Regions from separate parts of the Gossypium hirsutum genome. Here all the other regions are linked to region 2. A link is a contact called in public Hi-C data. All regions are on one chromosome and are shown on one strand. The core of a region is the stretch at or near the end of the contact, and the rest is flanking DNA. Distances in the headings are between cores, read along the strand shown. Region 1 holds the start of LOC107945477 (chaperone protein dnaJ C76, chloroplastic). Region 2 has its middle 21 kb from the start of LOC107945744. Region 3 overlaps LOC107945740 (transcription factor PERIANTHIA-like).

Evidence for each region. A called contact is a pair of places that touch in the nucleus more often than the background predicts.
Region 1: a contact with region 2 is called in a Hi-C map of leaf, with 4 times the contacts expected there. The contact joins the promoter of LOC107945477 here to the enhancer-like site in region 2. A contact is called at or near these places in 10 of 34 Hi-C or Micro-C datasets (callus, hypocotyl, leaf and 2 more).
Region 3: a contact with region 2 is called in a Hi-C map of leaf, with 1.8 times the contacts expected there. The contact joins two enhancer-like sites. A contact is called at or near these places in 3 of 34 Hi-C or Micro-C datasets (hypocotyl and leaf).

Annotation. Positions count from the first base shown.
Region 1 is chrD12:32,433,761-32,436,977 of Gossypium_hirsutum_v2.1, forward strand. It overlaps LOC107945477 (chaperone protein dnaJ C76, chloroplastic), which reads right to left and starts at 1,889. Exons shown (of 9, transcript XM_016879497.2): 1 at 1,387-1,889; 2 at 823-951; 3 at 611-740. The coding sequence starts at 1,614.
Region 2 is chrD12:32,231,549-32,234,685 of Gossypium_hirsutum_v2.1, forward strand. No RefSeq gene overlaps it. Among protein-coding and RNA genes, the nearest start is that of LOC107945744, 21 kb to the left of the region's middle. Within about 2 kb of position 1,828, at least 2 of the 9 cell types and tissues checked have an H3K27ac peak or open chromatin away from gene starts, as enhancers often do. A contact at or near this core is called in leaf, where this site is marked.
Region 3 is chrD12:32,007,552-32,010,967 of Gossypium_hirsutum_v2.1, forward strand. LOC107945740 (transcription factor PERIANTHIA-like) reads left to right here. Exons shown (of 1, transcript XM_041107923.1): 1 at 1-3,217. The coding sequence starts at 684. The coding sequence ends at 1,223. Among protein-coding and RNA genes, the nearest start is that of LOC107945740, 3.9 kb to the left of the region's middle. Within about 2 kb of position 2,145, at least 3 of the 9 cell types and tissues checked have an H3K27ac peak or open chromatin away from gene starts, as enhancers often do. A contact at or near this core is called in leaf, where this site is marked.

The sequences.
Region 1 (3,217 bases), core at 639-3,138, 200 kb after region 2:
TTAAATCAGTTTTTCTATATATCATCAGGATCATACCTATACAGGCATGTCTGAAAACATGTGTACCTAAGGGAATATGAAAAGTCCAGAAAAAATAAAGCAAGACATAACCTTGATCAAATGTGGCTGAAATTTTGTACATGCTCCAATTCTTTATGTGCAATCAATATGCATTTAGAAATGCCAAAATTTCTAAGTTCAAAGGAGATCATTATCATTCTGTATATCAGAGGAGTGGTTTAAGACACTTGGGTTATAAATTAATAATCATTAACAACTAATTATGAATGTCAACCAGAAAAAATCAATGTTTTCAAAACCATATCACTTAAAGAACTGGTATTAATGAAATTTCTGGTTGAAACAGTTCAACCGGATGGTTCAAATGATAAAGATAAATTGTATTTTATTTGAAATACTTTGAACATAATTTCTTGCACTTTTATTTTTCTGATTCCTTTTGGTTCTTTCTAGCTTGTCATAATTCTGGTTAAATATATAAGATTGAACCGTCTAATCTACCAGTTTCCGGTTGCACTAGTTGAACTGGTTGATCTGATATGTTTTTAAATCATAAAGAAAAACCTAGAAATGTAAGCAAAGCTCATACCTATGCAACTAAACTCGTCGACAAATACATGGTCTCTTGGGGCGGAATCATCCATGAAAGGATTCATTGCAGTCAACGCATAGCCATGAATTTCATCATAAACCGTGCGCTGTACGGGGTCACTGAGAACCTGCAAAGCAATAGTTACATTGTAGCAGTAGGCAAATAAACATTTACATAATACATAAAGTTCATTCTGAATGGGAACACACCCCATAGACCTCATTGATGAACATGCAGAAATTTGTAGTCTCTGGATCATTGCCACTTAGGTCTGGATGACAAGCCTTCATGCAATTATAATAAGCCTTTTTTATCTCCTCTGGTGTTGCGTCCGGAAGCTAAGTAAATATGGCAAACAAATTTAGATTTCTGAGATTGAATCACGACAAAAGTCAAATTAAAATTACCTTGACATGATAATATATAGATTCCAAGTAGCTATGGCTATGATGAATATCCATTAAGCAACATCACTTGCAAACATAAAGTTTTTATAAATATCAATTACTGCTTATCCATGCAATGATTCTACAAAATCACTTTAACAGTCAGATTCACTCCCTAACAAATCGATAAATTTGAAAGAAACAAGCAAGAATTACTAATCTCAAAATAAAACCAAAAGAAAACACGACTAAAGAAATGTTCTGCCCCATAGTTCATCATTAAGAACCCAAATAGTTGCACACTTCAATTTTCTGTTTTTAACTTCTAACTACATAATAATCATAAAATAGAAAAGTACAAGTGAGAAGAAATGTGAAAAGAATTACCAGACCAAGAACAGCATAATAATCATCGGCAAGAGAATCAGTAGATGCAGAATTTCCAGAAGCAACCTTGACTCTGCCACAACCTCTCCTTTGACCACCATGACCCATCAAGCTCCAAGAAGCTCCAGTCTTAGCATAGGCCTTCCATGAGCTTCTTCTGCTCATATTTAAAGATGGGTTATGGATTTTAAGAGTATCTGTATATACAGGAGAGAGTAGCTGAGCCATTGGTGCATGCAAATTTAGTGTTTTAGTTGTTTGTTTGTTTAGTTAGCTTTGAGACAGAGGCAGAGTAGCAGAGGGGAAGGGAAAGGCATGTCGTTACTTAATATAGTAGAAAATTTAGAGGAGGAAATTCAGGCGTGGAATGGTGAAATGCTGAGATGGCAAAAGGAGAGCCATTTGGTTTCCATGAATTTAGAGGGACCGAAGTTGAATCTAGAGACTGGAGAGTAAGTTTAGCACGTGTCGGCCTGTGTATAATTCTTGCCTGCCTGCCTCCCTCCCTTCCAATCCTACATTATTTTATTTGGATTTTTGTTTTTTAAATGATTTATTTTTTATATTTACGCGAAATATTAATACAAAATTATAATACTTCAGATATATTCACAAAACACTTTTCAAGAGCTTTTTTTTTTCCTCTGGTTATTATTTTGCACTGAAAAAAATCTGGAGCTCCTTTGGTCTGGTATTCTAAGGGCTACTTTGGCATTATCATTGGTTAAAAAGTCGTTTTAAAAAATTTGGTTTGAAAAAAATATATATTTAAAAGTGTTGTAGCAAAATGCAATAAGAAATGTGATTTAAATTACTATTTGATATTACTTTAAAAAGTTATAATTAAAGTTAAAATGTCTATTTAAGATATGATATTAAAAATTAAAAAATAAATATATTTAAATAATTTAATATAATTATATATGAAATATACATAAAAAAATTTAATAATTAATAAATTGTTTGTAAATTTAAAGCTACAAAAAATATTTTAAAAATTAAAATACAATAATAAATGTTATTTAGTGATAAATAAAATTTAAATTAATCTATATTTTTAAATATATTTTAACTAGTTAATATAAACAAAGGTATTTTAATAAATTGAGTTTGAAAATGCAATTGGCAAAAACTAAAAAACCTAAATTCCAATTTTATGCATTTAGATTGAAAAACATATTTCCACCTCATTATTAATCTTAGAAGTCAAGTGTTTGGCGGTGTTTATGTGGTTAAAAAAATAGTTTTTGATCTCATAAGCAATCCCGAGCGAGGCCTAAGTCCTTCTCTGACAACCTATGGGTTGCATAGGGGCAGCATTAGAGGGGGCAAGTAAGGGCTCTGACCCCCCTCAAATGGAAAAATTATGTTTTAACCTCTTTAAGATCTGAAAAATTACAAGTCAATAAAATGTTAAAATTGAATTTTAGCCCTTTAAAATGATAAAATGATGATTTAATTCTTCTAGAAATTATAAATTTATAAGCTTGCAATGAAAAAAAATTACATTTTATCTCTCATAAAAATTTTAATTTAATTTCGGCCTCCTCCAAAAATTATTTTGGCTTTGTCCCCGGTGTCACCAATTTTGTTTCTTGAATGACATGCCTCAAGTGACAATGAAAAAGCCCCCCAACTAGTTTCTTCCCATTGAAGATCAACGGTTTGATCATTCATGTATCCATACCTCACTTTTACAATCTCATAATTAACATTAAGAGAATCTCTCACTAGAATGATAGTATAAAAACTTAACTTTAAAGCAAAATGAAGTGCTTAGATCAACGCATATGCCTTCGTTACAAAAGAAAAAAAAAGCGCTTGCAATATT
Region 2 (3,137 bases), core at 578-3,077:
CATTTGTAATAATTTCATCCCTTTACTTTATTCTTGAGTTAAAGAATATTTTGACAGTATTTACTTGAACATTTGGTGTGTTATTATTATCTTGTGGCATTTTTGTTTGATTCAAGTCATTTTGCCTTTTCGAGTTACTTTCGTTTTTATTTCAGTGCCTTAGTGAAATTTTATTTGAATTTTCACTTTTTGGGAGTTAGGTTGACTTCTGTGAATTCGAAGTCAAAAATTACCTAAGACCGCATGATTTACTAGACTAAAGTTCAAATCGCGTAACAATAGTTCGTCTAGTTAGCATTCTAGGTACTTCTTTTTCATATTGTCATTGTAAGGTCAATGCTAGAAAGAAAAAATCTGTCGAAAAAAATTAAACTTCGTATGCATGCTTAGTTTATTTTTTTAATTATTAACTTGATGAGATGTAAAATTAGCATAGATGGTTTAATTTATTAATAATAAAAGTTCCAATGATTTAATTTGATAAAATTAAAGATTAGGGAACTGAATAAAAAATTATGCCAAGTCCAGTAAACAAAAATGTGAATTACTGGAGATTCATGAGTTGGGTTCTGTAGTTTTATGATAAGCTGGGGCTTAAAGTTTGAAGGGAATGAAGATTTAGAGGGGAAAACATACTTAAAATTTAGGAAGCCAAGAGTGACGAAAGGAGGATTTTGTTTTGTTTTGTAAATGTAAATCATAGAAGTGAGGAAGAATTGCTTGTATTGTATTTATTCATGTTGCAGAAGATAGGAAATGGAAAGAAAGTAAAGAAAAACCCCTAAAGTTAATCCTACAAATATGTCAAATTATATTTGTCCTCAGGGAGTACAGATGTCAATCATGCTCACCTTGTTACAGTAATAATTAGTTTGTTTAGAGTTTTTATGAAAATATCTCTAATTGATCTTCAATTTTGACATATCTTGTAGACATAAACTTTTATTGAATTTTTTTCAGATGAAATGAAAACTAGTTTTGCCAATTTATAACACACAAGAACATATGTAATATTGTTCATGAAACATAAGATTGAAGTCTATATGAAAGGGAGCCTGATATCACAGTTGTAATTTCACCCATAACCAAGTTAAGGCTCAGTACTTGGTATATTCATACTATCTCACATATTGATATTGTCATATCATTGTATTTAATTTTACACTAGATCAAGACACGTTTTTTTTCTCCATGAAATTAGGTTCCCTCCAACAAAAACACAATCTGCACAGATTAATAAATCATCGGAAGAAAATGCTTCAAGACAACTGCATCTCGAAACAAATAGGAAATCCTAGTAGCCTTGGTCGATACAGAAAATTTGCCACAAACAAGAACAAATAGGTTGATTCTTCATACTCTTAAAGAACAAAAAATAAAAATAAAAAGGAAAAGAAAAAGAAAAAAAAAAGGTAAAGTGATAAGAGAATTTAAAAAAAAAATAGCAATAAGAATCAGGATTACTCACTACTAAACAAGGAAACTTACTGAGATAAGAGTGGAAAGAATTGCAATAATTAAAATTTGAAATTTAGAACATTCAACATCATGTTTCATTATTATGAAAACATTAATGATCAAATACATCTATTTAATCCTACATACATGCATAATTAGAGAATTGATAGCTAATTAACTAAATATCTGCAAGTAATGTACATTCGTGCATGCACTAACTTCCTAATTCATGCATTCTAATTTATTTAATGAAAGCACATTATTAAATAAATTCAAAGGTCACTTAGAAAACTTCCATACACTTGCAAACTAGAAATGAAATGAACTTGGGCTTGACTTCAGTGGGCTTGGATTCATCTCCTTTAAGCTTCTCTAATTGGGCTAAAAATTTTTGCAAGTATAATGTAATTTCATATTGCATTTGTTTAGCCATAGTACGAGTTATTGGCCCAAAGTTATCCATTTGAACTCAAGCAACTTTGTCTATTCCATGATTCTTATTAGTTTATCAATTTCGAACAATGCATAATCAACATCGGAAAAAACATTATTGGTGTGGCCATGATTGCCATAGAATAGACTGTCTTAGATCTCTCTTTAAATAACACAAATTTATTCGAAAGTTGCCTAATAATTTAATTGTTGGAAACAATATGGACCAACTTAAAACATCAATAGGGTGAGCATATATGAGTGAGCTCTTGTAAGATGATTTCACTTTCCACTTATTTTTTTTATAGCTACTCCAGGTCTTCAAAAGGTTTACCATCAACTTTTCACTTGGTATTGGTGCACTACATGGCGTGGCTCCTAATTTCTTTTGTGTCAATAAATTAAGAACATATTTTTTAAGACAAAAAGATTCTTTTATTAGTTTGTGTCACTTCAACACCCAACAAATACTTTAGCAACCCCGACTGATTAAAATTGATGTGAAGAAAATATTTTGAAGATCAAATGCTTGCAATATCACTTCCAATTAATGATAACACAACTAGCAATATTATACCAACCTCAAACTATTTATAGAACACTAAATGATCGCAATTACTATTCTTTGACTCATTCTTGATTTGTCTCACTAAACCTACCTAACCAAGTGTGAGTACATTGTTTCTAACCATATACGATCTGCCTAGGCAACAAACTTTTCCTAAGCAACAAATGCATGTAGTTACTTTATATAAACTTCCACCTGAAGTTCATTATGTAAAAAGCACCATAAGTTTGATCATGCTCTTTAGAAACAAGATGTCTTTAAAATGAATTATTGATCCATTTGGATTTACTTTAACCATAAGCACCTATTTACAAGATATTGCTTTCTTTCTTGTAATCAGATTTACTAAATCTCAAGTATCATTATCATTTAAGGCTATCATATTCTCTAAAATAGAATTGAGCGAACCACCGTGGTAATGAAGATATTGTATATCCAACAAGGTAAGATCATTGGATAGTAATCTTGAAATGTTGAGACCATTGTAGCACATATGCTCATTATCCATTTGATTTTTTTTGAAATGCTATTTTCAATTACTTAAGATTTTGATTACATTGAAAACTATAAATGAGCTTGAGTATAAATGAGCAATATGTGAATAGTGTTTATTTAGATAATCATAAAGAAATAAATTGTTGATAAAATAAATTCTTATCGATATATCATAAGTGAATTA
Region 3 (3,416 bases), core at 895-3,394, 220 kb before region 2:
TTGGTTATAACAGAATAGTTCCACGTCATTTCTTTGTTAGTTTTCTTTAAATTGCATGTATTGCATTGAAAAGCAGTTATCAAATGAGAAGAAAACAATCTAGTATTTTCTTATCCTCTCTATTTTTCCTCTTCTCTTCTCCGATTTCCTTCCTTTCTTTACTCAAGATTTAGGCTCGAATCAAAGGTATCAGAGCTTTCACGATCCCTTTTGATGGCCGGCGATGGTGTTTCGATGAGGTTGCAGAAAGAGGTGGGCAATATGCAGCAGGAAATCTCAAAAATCCAAGAGGAAATAGCGCATCTGGAGGCCAAGATGGAATCTCGACTACAGGAGTTCAAAACGGAGTTTCGAGGTGACTTACAGTCATTGTTGGTTCAGTATTTTGGGCAACCACCAACTGGTTCATCTGTAAATGCTGCAGTTGTTAAGGGAAATGGGGTTTTGGGAGCTCCTCCTGGGTTCTTACCCAAAACCACTGACTTACCGCAAGGACAGACGAACCCTTTGTCACGGATGGAGGTAGTGTGCATGTGCGGGATCCTTCTTATGAAGCAGGAGTTTCTACTAAAACCAGTCTATTGGAGTGTCCTAAGTTCGATGGAAATGATTTCTGGGTATGGTGGACCAAATTGGAACAATATTTTGAAGTGGAAGGCATACCTGAAGTGAGTAAGGTCCGCATGGTGATGTTGAACTTAGAACGCAGAGCGTTAGAATGGCATCATTTCTATTCTCAGAGGGATGGAGGCTTGCAAATGCCGTCTTGGCCGGCGTATATAAAGAGCCTCCAAGATCGTTTTGGATGTGGGCCGTTCGGGGATCCAATTAGGGAGCTGGTCAACTTGAAACAGCAAGGCTCCATTTTTAGTTTAAAATTCAACAATGTTGGTGTTGTTGCTAATACCTTGCACTATGGCACATTGAACATGAGCATTGGTGCAACAGCGATAGTTTCAAGTGGAACGGGGTGTTTGGATACAGGGCAGTTCATGTACCAGAAGGGCGCAACATTTGGTGCCCCGTTAGGAAATGGCCAAATTGAGAACTCGGCTGACTCTGGCCTTGCCTATAATAGCCAACAGACTGACACTTCTACTGATGTTGACGCTGACCATAAAAAACAACTTCATGGTATTCAACATGGAGCTGTAATGGTGAATACGGTGGATCAACCCAAGTCAAAAAGTGGTGATCAAAAGACACTTTGCAGGCTTGCTTAGAATCGAGAAGCTGCAAGGAAGAGTAGATTGAGGAAAAAAGCCTATGTTCAGCAGCTTGAGAATAGTCGACTCAGGCTTACAGAACTAGAGCAAGAGCTTCAAAGGGCACGACAGCAGGGTATTTTTATCGCATCTGGACTTTCTGGGGACCATGGCCATACAGTTGCGGGAAATGCTGCTCTGGCATTTGACATGGAATATGGTCGCTGGCTTGATGAACATCAACAACTGATAAATGACATAAGATTAGCTGTAAATTCTCATATGGGGGATAATGAATTGTGCGTTCTTGTTGGGGGTGTCATGGCATATTATGATGAGGTTTTCAGGCTAAAAAGCACTGGTGCGAAGGCAGATGTATTTCACATGCTATCTGGTATGTGGAAAACACCTTCAGAGAGGTTCTTTATGTGGTTGGGAGGATTCCATTCATCTTAACTTATGAAGATCCTTGGAAACCACCTAGAGCCTTTGACAGACCAACAATTAATGGGCATATGTAATCTGCAGCAGTCGTCTCAATAGGCTAAAGAGGCCTTATCACAAGGAATGGATGCTTTGCAACTATCTTATACACGGGATGATCAATTACATAAGATAATTTAGAATATTCTGCAGCTTCCAAATCATGACAAAAAGTGTGCGTGGGAAGGTCAGGTTCTGTTCAGAAAAAAAAGATAGTGGTGGGGAAGGTTCCCCAATTGCGACGGGAGTTGTTCCTCTACTTCCACACTAGTGCTATCGGGGGCCATTCAGGGGTGCATGTTACCCGAAAACGGTTGAATCTTTACCCTAAGACACGACATGGGAATCCTTCACTGCAATTCAAGCCAAATTTCCTCATTTTTAGCCTTGAGGACAAGGCTGTTATTTGTGAAGGGAGTATTGTTACGAGCTGAAAAGCTAGCTGAAGGAATTCGCGAAGTTTAATTGAAACGGGGAGTTTTGGGAACTAATAATACGGGGCGTTTTGGTTATAACAGAATAGTTCCACATCATTTCTTTGTTAGTTTTCTTTAAATTGCATGTATTGCATTGAGAAGCAGTTATCAAATGAGAAAAAAACAGTCCAGTATTTTCTTATCCTCTCTATTCTTCCTCTTCTCTTCTCCGATTTCCTTCCTTTCTTTACTCAAGATTTAGGCTCGTATCAGTTGTTTGGGAATAACTCCTTGAATCAATGTTGCTTATTTGTTTGTGGATTGTGGGCAATTTGGTTAGTAAGAAACAGATGCATACATGAAAGGAAAAAAGTAACAACATTAGAAACTACAGGTTTCGTAAGGAGTTACTTGAGAGAATTGGATGGGTTGAAAGTGGTTTTACCTATCAAGCCGAAAGTAGAGGAGTTGTGGAAACCACCAAAAAGCCCTTTTGTGAAAATTAACTTTGATGTCACGTTTAGAAAAGATGAGCACAAGTCTTGTTCTGGAATTGTAGTAAGGGACTCGGAGGGGATGGTTTTAGGATCGAGGGTGGTTCATAATGGGTGGGTTCCTTTGGTTTTTGCGGTTGAGGCCACTGTATGTTCTCAAGGGCTCCAAATGGGGTTGGATCTGGGAGCCATAGCAGTAAGGGTCGAGGGTGATGCTTTATCAGTAATAAAGAAGTTACAAAAGGTGGAGGAGGATAAATCGGAGATTAGTGCTACCATTAAAGTCTGTCTTTGGTCAAGCAAAGGTTTTCAAATGTGTAAGTTCGTTAATGGAAAAAGGTCAAAGAAGGAATGCGTAAAACTACTAATGGGCATCGTTTTAATTTCTGTTTTGATGAAGCTTGGGGAAGGGAAAAGTTTCGGAAAGTGGAAGGGTTGAAGGATGTGAAAGCTGTGTAAAATTAGGAGATATTTTGTTACCTCGGGAGTTATGCTAATCTTTAATACTGTTGATGCATTCTGTTTTTCTAGAACAATCTCTTTTCTTTTGTTAGGTTGGGGTTGGTATGTTGATTTTGACCAATTTGTATTTTGGGCTCTCCGGGCTTTGTTTTTAATAATAAAAATCTAACAATTTCTCAAAAAAAGTAAACTATGCGTTTCATTCTATTTTGGTCATTCAACTATTGATTTTTTTTAATTTAAACATTAAACATTTTGAAATTAAATAGTTTAGCCCCTCTAAGCTGATGTGGGCTTTTTTATTGGTCTAGTAACAAAATTAGCCTCTAATGTTTACACACTCTATCAGTTTGATC